Linked DNA regions of Mus musculus: region 2 is linked to region 1. The links are chromatin contacts, called in public HiChIP or PLAC-seq maps. All regions are on one chromosome and are shown on one strand. The core of a region is the stretch at or near the end of the contact, and the rest is flanking DNA. Distances in the headings are between cores, read along the strand shown. Region 1 holds the start of Jpx (Jpx transcript, Xist activator (non-protein coding)). Region 2 overlaps Ftx (Ftx transcript, Xist regulator (non-protein coding)).

Region 1 (5,974 bases), core at 955-3,454:
TACACAAGTGGAAATAACATTCTAAATTTGAGTCTCGGGCGCTATATTGTTTACTCTTCAAAAGTACCATCAGTGTCCCAAAGAATATAGCATTCCCAAGATTCAAATATGTGACTTCCTTTGCCTGCATGCAGAACCATTTAAAGTGACTTATAGTGTAGCCGCCCGCGTAATGCCCTGTTCAAAGCTTCCTTTGTTTATGCAGTGGCAACAGTTGCCCTGTATCTATAATTAATAAAGATTAATTGCTAATATGGACTATTCTGGTCTTAGTAAGATCCTATGCAAATAGAAATTATTACTTTTAGTTTTGTTTTTATTTATTAAAATTTTAAATGAGATTTATTTCATTTTGTGTTTGTGCATCACGTGTCTGGTACCCAAGGAGGTCAGAAGAGGATTTGGACCACCTGGGACTTGAGTTACAAAATATTGAGAACTCCCATGCAAGATACCAGCCATGTTAGATCCTCATGTCACAAAAAAATTAAGTGGAGAAGCTGAGCTTATAATCCTAGCTATTTGGGAGGCAGAGGCAGAAAAATCAAGACCAGCCTGGGTTATTACACATAAAGTAAGAGAGACAAGCTGGGCATGGTGGTACAAGCTTGTAATCCCAAAGCTTGGCAGCTAGAAATGGGTAGTGAGGGTCGTGGACAGCCTCAACTACAGAAGACTTCATTAAGGGGCTCAAAAAGTGGGCTTACGACCGCCTGTAACTCGAGTTCCACAGGATTCTATGGCTTCTTCTGGCTTCCATAACTGTACTCATGTGCACATTCCTACACACACAATTAGAAGCAAATCTTAAAGTGGGAACAGATCTAGATATAGTTCAGTGGTAGTGTGACTGTCTAGCACCACAGTGTCCTAGGTTCCACAACCAATACTGGGGGGAAAGGGGGAAATAAGCACAATTACTAAACTAAAAATGATGCTTAATCTACGGGATGACAAAAGAGTGAGCCGCAACTGTGGAGAAATATGGCAAAACGTCAACTCTAATATTAGGGTTTCATTTTATTCTCTGTGTTTGCATTTGTGTTAAATAGGTCATAATATATAAAGCTGCCGAAATGTTTTAAAAATAGCAAACATTCCTTTGTCACCCTCATACATATATGAAAAAAATGAGATCATATTATCCTACAACTTGTTTTTAATGTAACAAGCTATCATATCATCTTTTACACCAAAGAGCCAAAATATACAGACTTTTAAAACATCCTCCTATTAATGGATACACAGGTTGTTTCTTATCACTTGCCACAAGAAAAGAGCTGCATAGACATCCTCTTTTAGGTATCCTTATTTATATACTGATGCTTCTCTTTCTGAAGGATTGAGCCGTGAAAGTCAGACTACTGAGTTCCAGATATTGGAACTTGGTACTCCATATATATTTTTATTTTTCTAAATATAGCTACATCAATGCTTCCAAATGGTTGCAACAATTCATACTTTATTCAGCAATGCCTAGCTAAGGTACTGAAATGTCTTTTTGACCAAGTAAGCATCTAACAAAAGAACACAGATCACCCTATAAGGCCCTATTATAACAGATGCTCCCAGACCACAAATTTAGTAACATACTCTGGTCCTCATTTGGAGTACATAAAAAGGGCATAGGGCAAAAAGCGTTATTATACCATAATTAATGTTACCAATAAGCTAGTTTTATCAACTACTAAGTGTTGATGAGAAAGAACTGAGGCCGTTTTTCGAGGCCTCTGGGGAGCTAGAATAAACACTCCATTTTGGAGACACTCACTATCCGTCAAACCCCAATTAGACAAAGGAAAACAAAAGGAAACCTCAAAACACGATCTCTCCTAGGAATGAGCCTCCCCAGCCTGACAGGTTCATCCGTGGAGGTCCGGTGATGTGGGCACTGATCACTCATCTATTGTGGGCGGAATAGGGGAGAAATCCGGAGTGCCAGCCGCCGACTACTCGTCCCGCTCGGCAGACCATGCGGTCGGAGTGGTGACCGCTGCGGCGGGTCGGCGTGGTGACCGCTACGGCGGCCATCTCTCTGACAGCGCGAGACCCGGCACTCACCAGGGCATGTTCATTAATTGGCCAGTTTCTCCACTCTCCTTATTAAGTCATCCTCTAGCTGCCTGGCTAATCCCGGGAAGGACGTATACATGTGGACGCCGCCATTTTATAAGTTACAGAAGCCTGGTGGTGCCGTGGGGGGGGGGGGGGGTCGGGCGGGCGGAGAGCATGCGTCACAGCCGAACAGTCCCTGTGCCGCGCGGCGCCGCGCTGTCAGGCTGTCCCTAAATGGCTGCTCCAGCAACGTGACCGGGACTGTCCGCGGTCGCTTCCGCAGATGACTGAGCGCTTGCGGTTCCTCTCCCGGCTGCCTCTGTTAGCATCTTTCACGTGCTCCCGCGTTTCTTGCCCGTCTTTAATTTGTTCTCTTGCCACCCCCTCACCCCCCACCCCCCACCCCCCACCCCCCCCCTACCCCCACCGAAATTCCTTTTTCTTTTTTGTTTCTATAGAAGACCAGCTTGTGTTTTGCTCCCGAGATCTCTTTCGGAGCCCCTTCTGTGTTTTTAGCTGCCAGCATTGCTGTAGCTGCTATAACTGCAATCTACATGTCACAGAGGCTAGGTGGCAAAGTAAACCACAGGCCTGGGTATGTCCCCTAGTTTTTGATAAAGACAGAATTATACCTTGTCCTATTCCTATTGGACACCTCACAGGGCCGAAGCTGACAATAACTCCTTTGGCTTTTGGATGTTCACACCAATACTGGTTACCACACAAATTAGAAAAGGATCTTGGGTTATCAATAAAGGCAGAGAACTACACTTCCATTTAAAAAAGAAAGAAAAAAGTTCTCATTTTACCTATTGCACCACGAGGCACAGGGGCAGAAGCGAGTGCTCAGTGGTTAACAGTGCTTAATGCTCTAGCAAAGGATGCAGGTTCAGTCCCCGGCACATACTTCTCTCTACACAGATCTCTCTACACAGGCAAACATGTATACACACACACACACACACACACACACACACACACACACACGAAGTAAATGCATGTGTGTGTGTGTATTTAAGTAAAACCATGTTGGAAAGTTGCCGAAGGGGCCTCAGTGAATATCTGCTTGAGGAAGGCTTTGCTAAGGCAACCTGGGACAGCTGTCATGGAGCCGAGGGCTGTCCTCTCTCCAGAAGGTAGCACATTTTCCCTTACACTGGTTTCCCTCTTTCCCAAGACAGCAAAGCCCTGGCTTCTTTTCATTCCATTACAGGCAGTTCTTTCCTGTGCGAGCTCTCCTCAGCTGTAGCCAGAATTTGCCTGTTTGGAATCCTTTCTTCCTCCTAGAGTTTCTCTGAGATGGCAAGTTTGTGAAAATTATTACACACACACACACACACACACACACACACCCATGGCCAAGACAATCAATTTGATATGCTCCTGTGACTATAACCACTTTATTGCCCCCCCCATTTAAATTTTTAATCTAGATTCCCTTCCCCCTCTCTCCATGTGCTCATGGCCAGCCTCTAGTTCTCTACTCTCTCTTTCTCTCTCTCTGCCTTTCCCTGCCTCTGCTACCCTCTTAACTCCCCTCCCCATGCCCTGAATAAACTCTATTCTATACTAAAAAATAAAATTAATCTAAATATAATTACATATTCTCCCCCATTCCCTTCTCCAATTCCTCCTATGTTATTCCTCGCCACTACACACACACACACACACACACACACACACACACATTGCCTCTCAAATTTCTGGCTTTTTGTATATATGTGATTTTTCTCTGGGTGCGTATTTGGTTTCTACTTATCTTTGTTGTTGAACACCCCAAAAGCAGGGCTGGAGAGTTGGCTTGGTGTGTAAGAGTACTTAATATTCTCACAAAGGACTGGGGTTCAATGCCTAGCAGCTGCATGAGGCTTCTCACCTCCTCTGACACCATGCTCGAGTGTGGTACACAGACCTATATGCAGGCAAAACACTCACACACATAAAAATTCTAAAAAAAAAAAAGTTTTTATAAACTTAAAAAAAACAAAAGTCAAATATAAAAGTTGATTCAGGGTATCTGGGAGCCCAACTGTCTGCATTTCCAACTTCATTCTAATGTCTGTGGCAAAACTGTTGAAAGAAGTACCTAGGAAAGTGTGACTCTAGCTAATTTTTAAAGATTTGGCTTTTCAGGCATGCATATCGTTGTTGCTCTTCTGTTTTTGAGACAGGGCCCCCGTTATTCCAGGCTGGCCTCGACTTATTACGTAGCAGAGAATGACTGTAAATTCCCAATTCTCCTTCCTTCCCCGGGCCTCACTTTATCTTCTACAAACTTCTTGTGACATACTCAGGCCTTTGGCAATAGACTAAAACTTTCTGGTTTTTTCCCTCATCACCCCTTTTTGTCCATATGGGAACAATCTTTTAGTTTTAGGATAAAAACCTTATACTCTATTCTCATCTAAAAGTATTTCCTTAATTTCCTTTAATTTTCTTTATATAAATGACCTATAACTTCTTACAATATTTTACATTTATTTATTTTTGTGTTTGAGAAAGACCAAGGCGGGGTAGAAGAAGGGAGAGAGAGAGAGAGAGAGAGAGAGAGAGAGAGAGAGAGAGAGAGAGAGAGAATATATGGATGTGTCCACCACATAGTTTCCAAGGATGGAGCTCAGGGTGTCTGCCAGGCTTTGAGGTAAGCTCCTTATCAGCTGAGCCATCTTGCAGTCAAGACTCAGCCCGTGTGTGTGTGTGTGTGTGTGTGTGTGTGTGTGTGTGTGTGTGTGTGTTACTAAGGACTGAATCCATGATTTTCTAATTACATGCTAAGCCATTGCTCTACCACTGAGCCATATTGCCAGCCCCAAGAAAAATGTTTTTCTTTCTTTCTTTATTGGTATCTCAAGATAGAGTTTCTCTGTGTAGCCCTGGCTGTCCTGAAGCTTGCTCTGTAGACCAGACTGGGAATCAGAAATCCTCCTGACTCTGCCTACTGAATGGTGGGATTAAATAAAACTATTCTTTAATATTCTAAATGAAAATCAAAGAAAAGCTGAGCAAAGTGGTGCTTGCCTAAAATTCCAGAATTTGAGAGAGTTAGGAAGGAGCATCAGGAGTTCAGCTCATCTTCAGCAACACAGTAAGTTCCAGATCAGCCTGAATTACATGAGACCACGTGAAAGAGGGGTGGAGAGCAAAGCCAAAGCAAACCATGAGGCTGTATATGAAACATAGGAAACAACATGCTATCAGTCTTTGAAACAGTCCTGTGTTTTCTTACAATTTAAGTTGCACTGTTGTTAGAAATTTATGTCCTGTTAGAACAGGTTTTCAGAAAGTGCTTTTGCTAAAGGTATTGATGGCCTACTTGGCTTCACAAGGTAACCAACCACAGGATTAAAGACTTGAGTCTCTGCCTTCATTTTGAGTCTGTCTTTCCGTTCATTTCAAACTCCTGCTTGACTGTGCATAGGCATATTAATAACAGAAGGAGTGTCTTCCTAAATTATTTCATTCATCCTTAGTCATGTTGAACTCCAAGAGCAAAACCTCCCAGGACAGACCTTCTTCCATATGAGGGCAGTTATCCATGATGCAAGGCAAAAGTAATCAGCTTATGCTTCAAACATGAGCCACCCTTTAAAAAAACAAGAACTCTCTCAAGACATAGTATGGTCTCAAGCTCAAAGCAATTCTTCTGCTGGGATTATAGGCATGTGCTACCATGGCCAGTCAAGATGAGGGTTTCTCTGGGCTATCTTGCAGTACCACAAGACACAATAATTAGTCAGGCTACACCTCGAAGAAAATTACTTTTTTTTCATAATGAGCTACAATTTATTTATTTATTGAATTTGGAGTATTCCTCGATATCATCCTTGGCCTAAGATTCTTTGCCATAGTCCTTAACCACTACGCAACAGCAACCGACCACCTTCCGTGGTTTCCCCTCTCGATCGATTCTACAGAGGCC
Region 2 (5,811 bases), core at 3,188-5,687, 88 kb before region 1:
AGAGAGAGAGAGAGAGAGAGAGAGAGAGAGAGAGAGAGAGAGAGAGAGAGAGAGAGAAAGAAAGAAAGAAAGAAAGAAAGAAAGAAAGAAAGAAAGAAAGAAAGAACACGCACATGGGAGAATGCTTGTTCTGTGTGCATGTGTGTAGGGCAGCAGCAGGCTCCTGGATATCAGAGGACAGCATCTAGAGTCTGTTCTGTCTACCACCTATGTCCTTGTGGTTGAACTCCAGATATCCGCATTATGGCTGGTGCATTTACCTTCTGAGCCATGATACTGCGACCCAAGTTTGTTGTTTTCAGGGTGTTTTTTTGTCCCCTCTTGTGGTGCTAGGAATAGAACCCAGGACCATGTACTAAGTGAGGGCTATGCAAAACCATTCTACTATTGACCGAGCTACATGCATTGAGCACCACTGGGAATTCTAGGTAATTCTATCTTTGAGCCGTAGCCATTAAGTTTCCTTTGGTGGCTTTTATGTTACTGCCTCAGCCATTGGCGTAGCTGGAATTATGGGCCTACACTATCAGTCCACTTCCCAGTCTTTTTTATTGAAAACAAGCTAGGCTCAAGTTGTGTACCTCAGGCTGGCGTAGACCACAATCATGCTGCTTCATCATCCAGAAAAAGAGGATTACAGGTTTGCCAAGGCTGGATCAATTAAGTAATTTTATTTTTTAATTTTTTAAATGAACTCTCTTAAAAGATTTATTTATTTTATGTTTGTATGCTGTAGCTGTCTTCAGACACACCAGAAGAGGGCATTGGATCCCATTACAGATGGTTGTGAGCCACCATGTGGTTGCTAGAAATTGAACTCAGGACCTCTGGAAGAGCAGTCAATGCTCTTAACCTCTGAGCCATTTCTCCAGCCCAATTCAGTAATTTAAAATGCATGCTATTTTACAAGAGTTTAACTAGAAGTTGACTATCAGTTGTCTCACAGATAGTAAAGGATAGGGAAGTTTGAGAAGTTCATCAATTCTTTACCCTCCCTCAAAAAGGGAGGCCATAACTAAGTCCATTGTATGCAGTCAGTGATTTGGGGCTCAGTGTCTTCAGAAGATTTCTAAGTTGCCATGGTGTTGAAGTCTCCTAATAGTGAGCCTAAACTGTTTTAACTGCATTTTGCCTTGAGCTTTTCACTTTACTTAGTGTCTAGTTGTTCTTTAGAATGCACCCAAGTCCTGATTTGTCTTTGTAATTAACTCTGATAGGGTATTTCTCTGGCTGCATCCCTCTGAATAGTTGATCCTCACACCCCCCCCCCCCAACCGCCATGTGGCAGGTAAAGATGTCCCAGTGGCTGGCAGCAGGGAGACATCTATCCACTTAGAGAATGCTGTGCCAGTAAAGCTGGCGTCTTGAATTTCAGGGTGAGCCTGGAGAAGCAAAGTTACTAAGCTTGTTAAGTATGAAGTATTTAAACTCGGAGACGTAGGGAAAGCACGGGGACAATACACAATTTCAAGGCTTCCTGAGAGCTGAGATTAAATGTATGTATAATGTCTACCTAGATGGTTCCTTGGCTTTTTGTTTGTATGATTTATTGATTAATTTTGGTTTTTCAAGACAGGGTTTCTCTGTGTCCTGGAACTCACTCCCAAAAAAGGGAAGGATAGAAGAAAGATTATAAAATGTACATATATTGATGGAAATTTTGTCATAGCTGTGAGATTCCTTCCAGTGGTCTAGCAAAGGTACCTCAGAATAAGATTCATAATGAAATTGAAATTCTTTGGGCTTGTGGATAGTTTCATAGTCTTAAGGAAAGGATGTCTGTAGATACCTCCATTCCTACCAGGCCTTTGGATAATATGGGGTCCTGCTGATCTTAATCTTAGTCCTGGTTCTGCTGGGTGGCTCTGAAAGCCTTATCAGTCCTTGGATTGCTTAACAGTCAGGTGACTGGAGGGACTGCTGACTCATCGACTTGCTGTCTTCAAGTGACCTTCAGGATTGTAGGATAAAAGACCTGAGGCAGACTTTTAGGCACCTCTCTGGGGTCTGGCACAGTGCATTGTAAAAGGTGACAATGAAATTCCTTAGGTTTATCTTTGTGCTTTCAGCCCTGATGATAAGATAGCTTAGGCATCTGCAGTTTTTAGATTGATAAACCTTGAATAATTAACTTCAGGCATCTGATCCAAAAGAAGTAACCAAAACTAAAGGCAGATGTTCTAGGCTTTCGTCCTTGGTTTAGTGACCTTGTAGGCCCAGGTAAGGAGAGAAGTGACCTTGTAGACCCAGGTAGGGAGAGGAGCCATGGCTTTTTAGCAAAAGAAATTCTAAGTGATTGTTATTAAAACAACAGGAGAAACAACGTATGGTCTTCCATTAGACTACATATATTAGAAGTTATTTTGCATTGGTAAACATTTAGCTAAGCAGACATACACACTCATAAATAAAAATAAAATTTTTTGCCAGGCAGTGGTGGCACATGCCTTTAATCCCAGCGCTTGGGAGGCAGAGGCAGGCGGATTTCTGAGTTCGAGGCCAGCCTGGCCTACAGAGTGAGTTCCAGGGCAGCCAGGACTATACAGAGAAACCCTGTCTCAAAAAAAAAACAAAAAACAAAACAAAAAAAAAGAGTCTCAGAGAGATCTCAGTGGGATTCTATTTGTTGATAAAAAACAAAACAAAACAAAACCAATTAAATAACTAAAATGAAAAATTTTTGTAAGAAAAGGTATGTGACTATCTTAGTATATCTGAGTTCAACTATCTGACTTAATGCATGTGTTTGTTTATGTATTTTATTAGTATAGTCTGTTGTTTGTGTTTTTTTAGACAGGTCCTAATCTTAATGTACACCTTTTTACCTTGAATTAAAACATAGCCAAGGATGGTCTCGACTCTTAGCTTTGTGCAGTTTTTACAAATTTCTGATACACTGCTGTTCTAAGAAGTACTTTTATTGTTTAATCTTAGGTGTCTCCTATGTATTCCTAATTGACCTGAAACTAACTAACCTGGCCTGAAACTCACAGCAAATCTCCTGTTCCCACCTCCTGCGTCCTCAGTCGACATGTGTGCACCACCATGTCCTTCACTAACATTGTTTTAGTTTATAGTGCAGTCATTTCTTATCCACTCTCTTACCTGGGATATTGTCCACAGAACAACACTTGCCATAATAAACAGGGTCATCATTTTCTAAATATTAGCATATATTAGTTTTTTTTTAAGTATGGTGTATTTGTGACACTCAGGTTTTTTAGTATAGTTCATTTGTGACATTTTTGTAGGCTTAAATCTTTCTTACATCGTTGTAATTATGCAATATTTTCCTTTTGTGTCCAGCATACTTTACTTAACATAGTATCCTTCATGTTCATGCATCATGTATATTTGAGAAGTATTTCATTGTATGGACATGAATTTTGCTTGGCCATTCATGTTGTTCCTATAACTCTTTATATGGCTACATTTTGTTCTTGTGCTATGTGTACATAGAGCTACTCTGAAGCATGCTTGTTGCTTTTAGCTATAGGAAGGAATTCTATCAGGACAGGATTCTTTACATCTTACAATAAAATCCTTCAAATTCACTTAAATATGAAGATACGGGATTGGGCTACGTATGCAGTTGGTCCTCCACTTCACAAATATGCTTTTCCTTTTTCTGTAAATATGCTTTTATTTTATGCACAAATATGCTTTTCCTCTTCTGTAAAATTCCAGCTGAGCCTCTGTATTTGCTTTTTGAAAAAATTTGCTATTGAGGATTATATAAAATCATTTCAATTTAGCACGCAGAAATTATAAAGTTATAAAGTATATATGCTGATTTCTGTAAATTTGACAGAAGTTTTAGAACATTAGGGTGGGGGAAAGGGTCTCATTATGTAGTTCTGGTGCCCTAGAACTCACTGTGTAGTCAAGCTGGCCTCCAACTCATAGAGATACGCCTGCTTCTGCCTCTGAAGTGCTCAGACTAAAGGTGTATGCCAGTATGTCAGCCCAACTTTAAGATAGTTATTAAAGGCATATAAAGAAGTCTAATTTTATCCCTAAATTTAGTTATTTAAACATGTTCAGGTACCTGTACAGATGAGAAGCGGTGAACTACTATGTGGAAATGAGTCCAGGTCATTTACTTAGTCATAGTAAAGCTGGAAATAATAGGAAGGTCTTTGGAATGGTTAGAGATATTAGTAAAAGAAAAATGGAAAAGTCTATTACGTGCTGTTAAGATTTTGTGCAGTACCTGTCTAGTAAAAACCTGAATATGCCTCATAAAGTCGGGCAGACTCAACAAAACCTCATGAGGACTTGGGGCAACAACCCTAGGGAGTACAGACTCTTAGAAAGATAATTGTACTATCTGGTTAAAGGACTAATTATTACTCCTATCACTTTAGTGTGGCTCAAGGTAAGCCCACCTTCCTGAGTGATTGTCCCTTGGCCAAGCACATGACTCAGCCCAACTGGATTAATTTGTAAGGGAGGAGACAATGGCATGCCTGCACCCAGAGGTAAATTCCATTCTTTCTGCTGGTAGATAACAGACTTCCGTAATGTGCCTTGAATACTACCGCTGAAACATTTCTGCTACTATTTCCATTATACGTTATAGACAAGTCATCCAACGAGTGAAGTTCAAACTTTGCTCAAAGAGTACCTTCTCTGAATCTAATCATACAGCAGCCTGCCATGCTAGTGCTTTGCTATATTTTCTAGTATTGTCTTTGTAACTTCATTGATAGTCTTGATATTTTTTTGGTATTTTTATCCCCCATGATCAGTCTTTCCTGATAACTTACAGTCTACCACACTTAAAAATGGTACTCCTTCGAGGCCACCCTGGTCTACAAAGTGAGTTCCAGGACAGCCAGGGCTATACAGAGAAACCCTGTCTCAAAAAACAAAAACAAAACAAAACAAACAAACAAAAAAATGGTACTCTTTTCAAAGCAGTATATTGATTCCGAAATAGAGAGCTCTCCTTTGGAAGGAGCCAAGCATTTCCAGAGAACAGTTTGTTTTCTTATACATTGGAACAATTAGAATTGTTTGTGTGTAGGGGACATGTACATTGGGGTCAGAGGATAAGTTGATAGTTCTCTCCACCAAACTGGGTCAAACTTGGCAGGATGCATCTTTATCCCATGAGCAATCTTACCAGCCCAGTATTGTAAAATAATATAACCATCCCTTAGTTTCTGACTCCAGGGCCCCTACCCCTAGTGTTACAGCTTTCATGAACAAGAAAGCCTTGCTCCTTGCTTTTTGGCTAGATCACCTCCCAACTTTTTCTTTTCCGGGATTGCCTTTGGTCCATTACAGAACTAAGAAGACAAAAAAGGTTCTTGTGGGGCAAGTGCTGTCAGTCAGGCCCTGCATTGCCTGGTCTCTTTAGTGCTCTCTAGCTCTAGGTTTTCAACCTCCCTTTAACTATTTTGGGTTCTGTCTTTCCCTATGGTGGTGGGTCTCAGCCTGTGAGTCTTGACCCCTTAGCAATTGTCTACGACCATTGCAGACACAAATGTCTACAATAAATGTATAACCATAGCAAAATTACACGCATGAAGTACCAATGAGAATAGTTTTATGGTTGGGGGTCACCACAACATGAAGAACCGTCTTAAAGGGTCTTAGCATTGGGAAGGCTGAGAACCACTGCTCTATGGAAACTTATGGAAGTTACTCTGCCCCAAAAGTCACTTGGATTAACCCTGGCCCCTTAGCCATTCCAAATATGAGACTTGTGATCATTTTTACTCTGCCATTTGATCTTTTTAATGTGCTCTCACAGGACAACTTGAGCAGAATCTAAGAGATTCCTTTAATTACAAGGTGCAAATG

Evidence for each region. HiChIP or PLAC-seq counts read pairs in DNA pulled down with a chosen protein or histone mark.
Region 2: a contact with region 1 is called in an H3K27ac HiChIP or PLAC-seq map of extraembryonic endoderm stem cells. The contact joins the enhancer-like site here to the promoter of Jpx in region 1. A contact is called at or near these places in 17 of 39 promoter capture datasets (the 3T3-L1 cell line, 3T3-L1-derived adipocytes, the C10 cell line and 10 more), 3 of 15 datasets of contacts at CTCF or cohesin (CD8 T cells, the NIH/3T3 cell line and large pre-B cells), 6 of 484 Hi-C or Micro-C datasets (the C10 cell line, LSK cells, bone marrow-derived macrophages and 3 more) and 22 of 115 datasets of contacts at active chromatin or transcription factors (the 230-238 cell line, CD8 T cells, the SCID.adh cell line and 18 more).

What each region holds. Positions count from the first base shown.
Region 1 is chrX:103,489,788-103,495,761 of GRCm38.p6, reverse strand. It overlaps Jpx (Jpx transcript, Xist activator (non-protein coding)), which reads right to left and starts at 2,204. Exons shown (of 3, transcript NR_015508.3): 1 at 2,062-2,204. It also overlaps the pseudogene Rps12-ps1.
Region 2 is chrX:103,580,572-103,586,382 of GRCm38.p6, reverse strand. All of the region lies in intron 9 of Ftx (Ftx transcript, Xist regulator (non-protein coding)), which reads left to right. Among named protein-coding and RNA genes, the nearest start is that of Mir374b, 10 kb to the right of the region's middle. Within about 2 kb of position 4,437, at least 3 of the 459 cell types and tissues checked have an H3K27ac peak or open chromatin away from gene starts, as enhancers often do. A contact at or near this core is called in extraembryonic endoderm stem cells and trophoblast stem cells, where this site is marked.